Linked DNA regions of Sus scrofa: region 2 is linked to region 1. Evidence: chromatin contacts called from public Hi-C data. All regions are on one chromosome and are shown on one strand. Each heading gives the region's core, a stretch centred on a gene start, on an enhancer-like site or on the middle of the called end of the contact. The rest is flanking DNA. Distances are from core to core; before and after follow the strand shown. Region 1 holds the start of COL4A1 (collagen alpha-1(IV) chain). Region 2 holds the start of CARS2 (probable cysteine--tRNA ligase, mitochondrial).

The links. Hi-C and Micro-C count contacts between places; a contact is called where the count stands out from the background.
Region 2: a Hi-C map of embryonic fibroblasts shows a contact between it and region 1, with 2.7 times the contacts expected there. The contact joins the promoter of CARS2 here to the promoter of COL4A1 in region 1. A contact is called at or near these places in 2 of 47 Hi-C or Micro-C datasets (embryonic fibroblasts and retroperitoneal adipose tissue).

Annotation. Positions count from the first base shown.
Region 1 is chr11:76,993,983-76,999,702 of Sscrofa11.1, forward strand. It overlaps COL4A1 (collagen alpha-1(IV) chain), which reads right to left and starts at 3,427. Exons shown (of 54, transcript XM_021065910.1): 1 at 3,235-3,427. The coding sequence starts at 3,315. COL4A2 (collagen alpha-2(IV) chain) reads left to right here and starts at 2,903. Exons shown (of 48, transcript XM_021065909.1): 1 at 2,903-2,924; 2 at 4,072-4,159; 3 at 4,267-4,321. The coding sequence starts at 4,116.
Region 2 is chr11:77,266,663-77,272,382 of Sscrofa11.1, forward strand. CARS2 (probable cysteine--tRNA ligase, mitochondrial) reads right to left here and starts at 3,274. Exons shown (of 15, transcript XM_021065916.1): 1 at 2,966-3,274. It overlaps ING1 (inhibitor of growth protein 1), which reads left to right and starts at 3,610. Exons shown (of 2, transcript XM_021065917.1): 1 at 3,610-3,943. The coding sequence starts at 3,745.

The DNA.
Region 1 (5,720 bases), core at 2,177-4,676:
CGCCGCTCTCCAAGCCTGCGCCCCTCCCAGAGGAAAGTTCGAGCTCCGCTTTCACTCCCATCGTTGGTAAGGGAAGCTGTGGCACCTCAGTATCTCAAAGGAAGGAACCTTATGGTCATCTTTAAATGCAAAGACAGCTCGATTCGTGAAAGGGCAGAGGAAGAATTACCCAGCTTTCTGAGTATGATGCACACGGCAATGAATTTGAAGATACGATGCCTGGCGTATGGTTCACCCTGGCCAAAGCGTCTACCAGCTGGCGTTGCATCGGCCTGCTTCTTTCTCAGTATTTCCCAGGAGGCTGCAGCCCTGCCGGGGAGGAGGGTGGGTACCACCCACTGCTGCGGGGGTAGCGGGGGAGGAGGGCGTGGCATGAAGAAGTGTTCAGGGCGCATGTGCGGAAGCAAAGGCGGCGGGATCCCAGAAAGCAGGCGCAGATCTGCCAGGGAAACTGAGGGTCGGGGTTACCGAGTCCTCCGGCATCGTCTGCTTAGCAAAAGCGGCACAGAATTTCAGATCCACGCTTGTTCTGACTACACCATTAACATACACACGGATCACTCCGTAAGTGTGCACTCTTACACACACACATAGCTTCTGCACACTCTTCTGGCTGGTATTAGAGGCGCTTCCCTTCTCCTGATCTAGTTCCAGGCGTCAAGAGCATGAAGATTTGATTACATCTTCATCAAGCTCATTCCTGAGATACTCGGTTCATGCTGCTGTCATGGGGACTAAGTCAAAAATCCGCCTTCTCCCCTAAATTGCACTTTCTGCAGAATGTGGTCCACACTCACAGGAATTAAATCTCACCTCGCTTGCCTTCTAGGTCCTTCAGTCCCGGAATAGTGACTAATGGTCTGGCGATGCCAACACCCTAACCCCCAGCAGGCATCTCCACGCTTTGGGGAAAGTTCACATTTCTGATCCGGAGAAATCATTTGTCAAGAAGTATTCTACAGACCCGTCGGAGGGGGGAGTTTGGAGGAAGGAAGAACTCATTCAGCTCAGTGACTATGGAACTCAGGACAGGGGATGCTCAACACTATGGGCCGAACCTGAGGGTGGGAAAAAAAATCACTGGCTTAGGAAATCCACCCACTGGTAAATGAATGGTACAGCCATAGCAGAGATGGTCAAAAACAAAGTCAAACAGCCTTTCGTGGGAACAATAATAACAATAATGATACGTGCAATTTGTGCCTGGCACACAGTAGGTGCTGTTTGGGTGTAAAATGCAGGTAAAGTGAGAATCAGATACCCAAAAACACAGGTAATCCAAGAATCCTTTGTCTTGGCTTTTGAATTGGGATTTGACTGATTTATAGCATCTTATGATTCAAAATGCATTTTTAAACAATGTTTTGCTTGGGTCAATATGGAAAGTATTTCAGCTTTCTGGTGTACCTCACAGCTGATTTTGGAAGGAGGTAGGCAAAACAAAAAAAGTCATTGGCATGAAGAGTGAGACAAATTTTCAAGTTAGCCAGATATTATTTCAACATGGATTTTCTTGTACAACCATAAGCCCTGGGCTTACTAATAAATTTTCTCTCCCTAAATAAACCAGGAGAAATATAGTGAAATGATAGCACCTGTTCAGTCCCCTGAGAATCAAAGGGTTCCACACACCAGAGCTCTTAAAACACTAGGTGAGATGTGTAGGGACGGAGCAGAGCCAGGACGGGAATGTAGTGGGCTTCCGAGAATGATGCTAGAGAAGCAAAGTCATCTCAACCCCAACAGTCAGAGTGGCTGTTCACTCTCAGAGTGGCTCGTTCTTTAAAGTCCTGGCTATTTGAAAGCTAGCTCTTAGAATTAGCTTTGATTTGCTACTATTATCCATCAGAAAATCTAAGTCTGAACAGAGCTTCCTATTTCCAAATACAGAACTTTCTCACGTTTCCTTGCCATGCCTCCTTGCTAAATCTCTTGGTCCAGATTTCTAGACCCAAATAAAGTGTTCTAGAGCCTTCTCTTTTGAAAGCATTTTGTCATCACGACCAGAGGGTGTTTAAATAACCAACCAGGGTGCCTGGCTAGACTCTGGGCTGGGAGAAACCATCTGAGGTTAACTGCTGGTGTCATCATCAGTCTTTTCCATACCCAGTGACCCGGCTGCCAGCCAAGAGCTAGACGCTCAATTCCAAGACTTGCATGCATTCCACCAGTTTATTCTGGAAAGGAACAGTTAATAGTTGATATGCAGTGAAGTAGAGTCTGTAAATATTCTGCCTGAAGAAAGGGGGGGGGGGACACCTAAGAGCAAAATTCAGATTTGAAACAGTAAAAGAGTGAGAAATGTGGAAAGAGGAAAATCGTTCTTAAATATTCCGGCAGGAAATGCAAAATGTGTTTCGAAGCCACACCTTTCCAGGGCTTGTCTACCGCGCTGTGACACTAGGGAACAGCTGAGGTCCTTCTTCCGTCTGAAGGGAAGGGAAAAAGGAAGAACAACATCAGGGACCGTCCCCAGCTGGACGCCTTCACTTTTGCAAACCGAACTCCCGGAGGAAATGAAAACTAGGAAAACAATTTGTGCATAGAACAATGAGCTGGAGTTTCATTTTGGTTTCACACTCAAATGTAATGTCATTATAACTGTTTTAATACAGAATGCAAGTCATCGAGTGGAGTATGGAAACGCTTGAAAGCAGCCCTCCAGAAAAGCCCCGCTTCTGTGCTTCAGCAACAGCAAAGTCGTGGGAAAGCAAAGATACAGCTGTTTCCAGGCAAACGGCCCAGAACTGTTCAGCATCAACCACCAGAGTCTCCAAAGCAGCAGAGAAACACGCCCAAAGCGACTCCCAGGCACATGTGTGGGGCCGCGAACGGCATGGGGCGCGCGTGTCCACCTCTCCGGCCCCCGGCCCGCTCGGGCACCCGGACCAGGTGAAGGCGCCCGGCGGCCAGGCGCCCCCGAGGTGCGAATTCAAATCCCGCTCACTCTGGGCACTCTCGCCCCGCGCCGGGCGCACCGAGTTCTGCTCGCTGCTCCCTGGCCCCGAGCAGTCCCCCTAACTCGCCCCCACCCAGCCCACAACAAAGGAGGCTTCCCAAAGGATGCGCGATCCAGCCCACCGGGGTCCCCGGAGGGGACAGGCCGGGAGACGGCGCCTGGCCGTACCACGCGCGACCCCGGGCCCGGAGGGCGGCCCCGGCCGGGGACAAAGGGGCCGCGCGGGGCGCCGGGGCGCAGGGCGGGACGCCGGAGCGCAGCCGGCGGGGACTCACCTTCGCGGCGGCCCGGCTGCTCTCGTGGAGCAGGAGGGCGGCGGGCAGCAGCAGCAGCCAGACGCCGAGCCGGGGCCCCATGGTGGCGCGCCCGAGGCGGCGGGGACGGCGGGGGACCGCGGCGGCGGCTCACTCTCGCAGGGCCGGGACCCGAGCGCGGCGCACCGTGCGGGGCGCGGCGGCTCGCGGCGGAGACCTGAGCGCGGCGCCGCGAGCTCCCCAATTTGTTGGGGGCAGCCCCTCCCCTGGGCCGCCCAGGCGGGCGGCGCCTCAAAGGGGAGGACCCTGCGGCGCGGGTAAGAGGCGGCGGGAGCGCGCGGCCGGGGGACTGTGGCCTCCGCGCGCCGGGACGCAGGGCTCCGCGCTCCGCACCCAGCGCCGCCCGAGCCGCCGCTCGCGCTCGCCGACCCAGCGGAGCTCCGAGGGCGGCCACGCGGGCCCGAGGCCGGCCCCGAAAGCCCGGGAGGGCGGCCGCGCCGCGGGGCCGCCGGCGACGCTTGTGCAGAGCGGATGCGCGCGGGCGACCGCCCCTGAAGCCCGGCCGAGGTGAGAGCGGCCCCGGAACGCGGCGCCGCGGGCGGCGGAGGCTGCGCGCCCGGCTCTCGGAGGAGGGAGGGGGGAGGGATGGAGCGGCCGCGGCGGAGCGGCCCCGACCCGGGCCTTGGTGCGCAGGCTCCCCTCGGGCCGGCCTCGTCGCGGGGCGGCTCTCGGTCACCCCAGCGGGAGGCGGGGCCGCACCCGCTCTCCGCAGTCCCGCAGACCGAGGCGGGCGGCGAGGATGCTCCCCCGACGCCCCCGACCCAGACCCCGCTAAGCCCGCTTTGTCTTGTCTTGCAGTCTAGGAGGGACGGATCGGAGCCCAGAGGGGCCCGACTGGGAGCATGGACCGAGACCCGCGGGCGGCGTCGGGCCCTGCCCTGCGACGGTAAGCGGCTTTCTGCCCGTCCCCGTGGGCCCCACGCGCGTGTCCTTCGAGGAATGGCCAAGCCGGGGCCGCACGCTCACGGCGCTTCTCCTCCCCCTCCCATCCAGGTGGCTGCTGCTGGGGACCGTGATGGTGGGGCTCCTGGCGCAGAGCGTCCTGGCGGTAAGTCTTGGCACCGGTTCCGGGCTATGATTCGCACGCCAGAGAAAGTGTTTGGGACACCGAGTGGCCTTGCCAGAAGGCAAGCAGCTTGCGCCTGCTTACACGCGCGCGCACGCGTGTGTGTGTGCGTGTGTGTGTGTGTGTGTGTGTGTGTGTGTGGTGTGCGCGCACCCGCGCATCCGCGTGTCCTGGGCAGGCCCTCCCCAGCCCAGGCTCTGCGAAAACGCGCTTCCCTCAAAGAACGGCGGTTTGCCCTCCCTTGGGTGCTGTGCGTTACAGGCGTGGGCTCTTCCTGGAGAAGGAATAATTAGAAACACGGCCCCGGGCATCCTGTTCCCTCGTTTGAGCAAAGGCCGGTGGTAGAAGTGAGGGAAGACGAGAGAGTCAGACACGTGGCCCTGAGGCTCCAGGCCTAGGGCCAGAACGGTTTGTGTGGCATAGGAAGCCGGCGTCTAGGTCCTGCCCCTGGCAGAGTTTTTGGTTCTTTTGGTTGAGGGGCTTGGGGGGAGGGCGGGGCCAGGAGGACAGGAGGGCTTTGTACTCCTCCCGATGCTGGGAGGAAACAATGGCCAAAAACAAGAGTTTCTCCCCAGATGCGATCTGGGCCTGGAAGAGCCAGGGTGGGGCTTCTAAGTCTCCCACTGGGGACACCACTGACCAAGTGTCCCCGGTCCTAGCCCTGCCATTCAAGGTGACTCTGCCAGCATTGTCTCTATGTGGTGATTGTACAACGGGTTTTGTGGGTTGTGTTTAAGCAGTAGGAGCCACTTTGGCGGAGTGTCATGTGGCACAACTGGCCTGTCCCAGGTGGGCTGGGTCCCTTCAGTGGAAGACTCGCAATATTTAAACTGGGACTGGACATCGGAGGGCGTTACCAGGCGTGCTGGACCCGTCTCCTCCTCTGTCCGGTGGAACTGGGTGGCTCCGGCTCTCCTGGCAGTCTCCTCCCCTCCCCTCCCCTCCCCTCCCCACTCTGGGTAACGTACACACAGGTACATGGGGAGCTGGGCTTGTGGTTTATTTGAGTTCTGTTATTTTCACATTGTTCTGTCCTCACAAACCACAAACAAGGCGGTGAGCTGGAAAAGCTGTCCCAACTTGGAAAGAACCTTTAGCCTGACTTTTCTGCCACCTTTTGCTCCAGTTCTGGGCCCAGACTGGGAGTCAGGAGTCCAGAGACTTTGACCAGAGTGTTCCAGGCCAAAGTTTTCTTAAAGCTCCGGTTTGTCCATCTCTCCTGCCTTTCCCCACATCCTGATTTAAGACAATCAGAGCCTAGATAGGCCACTGTCCCTTCTGGGTCCTTATGCACACATGACATACAGGACTTGGCCCCGGGCCGGGAGTCAGGGCAAAACACACACACACACACACACACACACACACACACACACACACA
Region 2 (5,720 bases), core at 2,024-4,523, 270 kb after region 1:
GCTTCACTGCCATCTGTGGAATTCAAGGAAAAAGCCTGAAGTTTTTGGAAACTGCTTTAGTAAGTCTGAAGACCAAATCCTGTACACCAACCTGGATAGCTGGCATGTTTTACTTGGCCCTGAGAGATCATGATTTTTAAACTAACAATGGAATCTTCTGTCCTGTGAAAACTGGTCCTGTAAGGGGCTCAGTCCTTAGTCTGCAGCAATTTAGCTTTTCTAAAGTCTTGGGGGAATCTTCAAAGATCAACACATCCATTATTTAATGATGGCTAAAACAGGACTCCTCCTGCAGGTCCAATATTAAGGTAAAGTGAAAGTGACTGGGAAGATGCATTAGCATCTACACCTAGAGAGAGAGTAGAGTCTTCGGAATTTGAAGTCGGAACAAGGAAGTTTATTAAGGTTCTATACCATCATGAATGCCATTTCTTACTCCTGAATGACAACAACAACAAAACGTAGTTCTCAGCATGGCATTTTCTTTTAAAGCAAAATTTTGTAAATCCAAAGTACAGTAGGTAGGGTAGCATATTGTTCAGGGCATTGCAGGTTTGAGATAAATGTACTAGGATTTATATTTTAAGCACTTCAAAACAAAGAATTGTATGTTCATCTCTTTTATTCCCATAGGTTTGAGCATCTCCATTAAAACTAGAAATACCCTTTTCCATAGTGGCATATTTAAAATGCCCGATCAGGAGGTCTCACTGTGGCCCAATGGGATCCCCCGAGTCTTGGGAGTGCTGAGATGCAGGTTCAATCCCCTGCTCCACAGGGTGGGTTAAGGATCCACTGTTGCCGCAGCTGTGGCTTAGGTAGCAACAGTGGCTCAGATCTGATCACTGGCCTGAAGACTCCATATGCCAAGGGGCGACCAAAAAATAAATTAATTAACTTAATTAAATGACTGATCACCATTAACTATATTTTACTACTGGTCCTCTAACCTTGTCCAGAAAACAGTAAGTCATTGGTATACATTTTAAGAACTTTGTAAAGCTAATCAAATATTTTCTGACTTTTTAGCCCAAGGGGTAAATTAAATGTCTTGTAGCCATTATTCACCACTGCATTCCTAGTGCATAAAAGACATGGTAGACAATCCTAAATACTTCTTGTTGAATGAATAAAAAGCTGTTGTGTTTCACACGTCTGTCAAGTCCATGAAAAAATGAGAGGAATCATTATTGATATGACATCTCCATGTGCCTCCAGGGCAGCCAAAAAAAAAAAAAAGACATGACATCTTGATTTAAAAAAAAAGGCAAAAAAGAACCTGGAGTTCCCGTCGTGGCCCAGTGGAAACGAATCTGACTAGGAACCATGAGGTTTTGGGTTCGATCCCTGGCCTCCCTCAGTGGATTAAGGATCTGGCATTGCCATGAGCTGTGCTGTAGTTCACAGACAGGGCTTGGATCCCTCCTTGCTGTGGCTGTGGTGTAGGCCGGCAGCTGTAGCTCCAATTAGACCCCTAGCCTGGGAACCTCCATATGCCACGGGTGCAGCCCTAAAAAGACCAAAAAAAAGCAGAAACAAACAAAAAAACCTCCGGGATTTCCCATCCTGGCTCAGCGGTAACCAACCCAACTAGTATCCAGGACAACTAGGATTCGGTTCCTTTCCTGGCTCAGCGGGTTAAGGATCCGGTGTTGCCCTGAGCCGAGGTGTAGGTCGGAGACAGGTCTGGGATCTGGTGTTGCTGTGGCTGTGGTGTAGGCCTGTAGCTGTAGCTCCAATCAGACCCTTGGTCTGGGAACTTCCATATGCCACAGCTAGTCATTAAAAAAAAAGAAAAAAACAACAGCAGGAGTTCCCCATCGTTGTGCAGCGGAAACGAAGCCAACTAGGAGCCATGAGGTTGCAGATTCAATCCCTGGCCTCACTCAGCGGGTTAAGGATCTGGCGTTGCTGTGACCTGTGGTGTAGGTCACAGACGCAGCTTGGATCCTGCGTTGCTGTGGCTGTGGTGTAGGCCAGCAGCTACAGCTCTGATTCAACCTCTAGCCTGGGAACCTTCATATGCCACAGATGCAGCTCTAAAAAGCAAAAAAACAAAACAAAACAACAAACACTCCAGCTTGATGGTCATTGGGAAGGGTAAATTATTTCTCACCTTTTTTCTTTCTTTTTTTTTTTTTTTTAACAGCTGCTGGCCTACACCAGAGTCACAGCAACACCAGATCCGAGCTGCATCTGCAACCTACACTACAGCTCAGGGTCACACCGAATCCTTAACCCACTGAGAGAGGCTAGGGATGAAACCTGGACCCTCATGGTTCCTAATCGGACTAGTTTCCACTGCACCATGACAAGAACTCCACCTTTATTTTTTTTTTTTAATTTATTTTTAGTTTTTTGGCTTTTTGCCATGTCTTGGGCCGCTCCCTCGGCATATGGAGGTTCCCAGGCTAGGGGTCGAATCGGAGCTGTAGCCACCGGCCTACGCCAGAGCCACAGCAACGTGGGATCTGAGCCACGTCTGCTACCTACACCACAGCTCACAGCAACGCGGATCCTTAACCCACTGAGCAAGGCCAGGGATCGAACCCACAACCTCATGGTTCCTAGTCAGATTCGTTAACCACTGCGCCACGACGGGAACGCCCACCTTTATTCTTAAATTCAGATAAACACTACTCATTTTAGAGCCAGTGAATGCAAGGATTAAAAGAACCTCTTTCTTGTTACTGTACTTTAAAATTACGTATATGCGTTTCTCCTATGCAACGTTTACTCTATTCCATATAGTCTCTTCGTTGCCACATAGTGTCACAGTATTAAAGCCTTTTAAGCAGGCTAGTGGCCAATAAATGAAACTTTACCTATCATTTGCTTTACACTGGGCCCAAGCTGGAAAAGTGTGACTCTCTAAGTAAAATAACCACTTTCCCAAATATCGAAGTGAACGTTTCCTGATGTGAGGGTGCGATGAAGGGGTAGAATGAAGATCAAACCCATTTACCTCAAAGTTTTACTCCTACTCGTCGTTTATCACCGCAGCAGCGTTCCAACCCATTTCCAAAGACGACCAGCCCAACTTAGTCTGCACTGACAGCCACATCGCGGACTGCTCTGCAGATCGCTGCTAGGGGCACTGCGGATCAAAACCTATTTTACAAACACTGGCTCGGTCTGAATGACACTGAGTAATTAAGAAACTCTCCCGCGGTCTTGGTTGTCACGACACTGTTCTCCGGACACTCGGGAACTCCACCAGAACGTGATGAACCGCAGAGCATCGATTCAGTCCCAGGGGGAGCGGCCACGGGCAGCAGGGCACCCGGAGCCAGGCGAACCCGCCCACCCACCCGTCCGAGAGACGCAGCGCCGCCCAGGCACAGAGGCGGTAGGGACGTCAGGGGCCGAGGCCGAACTACCTGACAGGGTTAGAGTTGGCGACACGACACCCGCCAAAGGACAGGGCAGGACAAAGGAGGCCAAACGAGTCCTCCGAAAAGCACCAAGCGCGGCGCAGACCCGCACGCCGCGGACAAAGCGGGGGAGGGGGCCACGCCCACAGGCGGGGCCTCGGCCGGAAGAGGCGGGCCTCGCGCGGCCCCGTCGTCTAGGCAACGGGGCTCCTCGGAAGCCCAAATCCAGGCGTTTAGGGCGGGGAGGAGGGGGAGGGGGGCCCAAGGCTGCACAGGGAGAGGCCCCCGGGACCCGGGCGCCCGGACGCTTGCCCCACCACGGCTTGGGTGGTCTTTCGAAGTGGGGGCGCGGACTTTAAGAGAGGATTCCATGGCACATGCGGGAAGGGGTCGGGGTCACCTGCCCTCTACGGGGACCCGGCCTGGCGAACCGCTCCCCTCTCGGGTCCCTTTGTCTCCAAGCCGCTCGGCGCTGGGCTCCGGCCGGCAACACAAAGGGCGGGCGGTGAGGACCGCGCAGGCGCGGGAGCCGCCGAGGCTGCCGGGAGTGGTGGTCCGACTGCCGAATGGTAGGTCTCCGGCGCGGGCAAATGGGCCTCTTGGCCACACAAGTACGCATGCGCAACCACTTCCGTCTTGCCGGGCCAGCCTGGTCCCTCCGCCCCCGGAGGGACGCGGGTTTCTAGTAGTAAGAGCCGAGGGGGAGGTGTCCGTGATCGCCCCGCCTATTCTTTCTCCTGATTGGGCCGCCGGGGTGAGGGCGGAACCTGGATTGGCCCTCGAGGTTGCCAGTCTGTTCCGGGCCGTACTTATTTCCCGGCTGCGAGGCGGGATCAGGAGTGTGGGACTGAGCAAAGGGAAGGAGATGGTGACCCGGGATTGTGATGGTCCCGAGGCCGGGTCGGTTCCAGAGAGCTCTGGGCTATGCCACCTGCCTCTCCCGCAACACCCAGCGGCCATGCAGCCCCGCCCAACGCACTTTGCCTGCAAGTGCGAAACTCCCACTAAAGTTTTCAGCTCGCCCGCTGCCCCTTGCCCCCGCGGCCCCTGCCCCGGCAAAAGTGACAGACAAAGCCACACCCCCGTGCGGCGGGGCCGGTGAGGGGCGTGAATGCGGCGGGGGCGGGGCCCACGGGGGAGGGGGCGGTGGGGCCAGGACGCATGCGCGATGCAGGGGGCCGAATGTTTCCCAAGTGTTTGAAACTGGTATTTGGGTTTTCCACGTTGGACAAGTGCGGCGCGGCGGGCGGCGCGCGCCCCTTCCCGCGCTCGCTCGGCCCCGGCCCCGGCCCCTGCGCCGGGGTGCGCGCCCGCACGCCCGCCCGCGCCCGCCCCGCGCCCGAGGCCGCCGAGCTCCGGCCCGGCCCGCCAGGCGCCGGTCCCCGGGCCCAGGCGGTGCAGCTCGCAGATGTAGCGGCGCGGGGCCGGCCGGAGGGGAGGCGCCGGCGGGCGGGAGCCTTGCATTTTGCAGCGCTGGGCTCCGAGGGGGCGGGGGCCGGAGGAAGCGGAAAGCCGCGCCGAGTCGCCGGGGACCTCGGTGAACCATGTTGAGCCCTGCCAACGGGGAGCAGATCCACCTGGTGAACTATGTGGAGGACTACCTGGACTCCATCGAGTCTCTGCCTTTCGATCTGCAGAGAAACGTCTCGCTGATGCGGGAGATCGACGCGAAATACCAAGGTACGGCGGGATGGATGGGCGGGGGCGGCTGCTCCATCCCCGTCGGTCGCGGCGCGCCGCGGGGCCGCGGGCCGTCCTGATCCCCGCTTGGGGAGCCTCGATCCCGCGGCGGGGCCCTGGCCGGACAGAAACAAAAGGTCTGGAGCGTCTTTGATTTGCGAAGGTCCTTGTGCGCGAAGCCCGGACACGGAGGAGGAAGAAGGAACGAGAGGTCTCAATGCCAGGCTGCGCGAGCAAAGCGCTCTTTGTAGTGAAGTGACGAGGCGGGGTGCTGCGGGGGAGGGGGCGCAGGGGGCGCCGGCTGAGGCGCCGAGGGAGGGATGTGCAGCGGTCGCTAGCTAGGGGCTCAGAGACGGTGCTGCGCGCAGGGCTGCTGGGAGGGCAATGCGGGCGAGGGGTCCGCCGGCCCTGCTCGCCATCCCCGGAACCACCTTCACTCAGTCCCGAATCTGAGTGTTACATAAAGTCCGGGGTCGGTACTCCGCGTGGTGCAGCCCCAGTCGCCCCCACCCAGCCCCCGGCCCTCCCGCGGTGCTGGACACGGAGCGAGGGCCGACGTACGGGGGGCGACGCGGCCGGGTGTAGTTTGCGGAGGGCCAGGGCTTTATTCTGTGCGTGCAGTGGTCAAGGGGAGGGGAGGGAAGGGAGGATGGGGCGAGGAAGTCG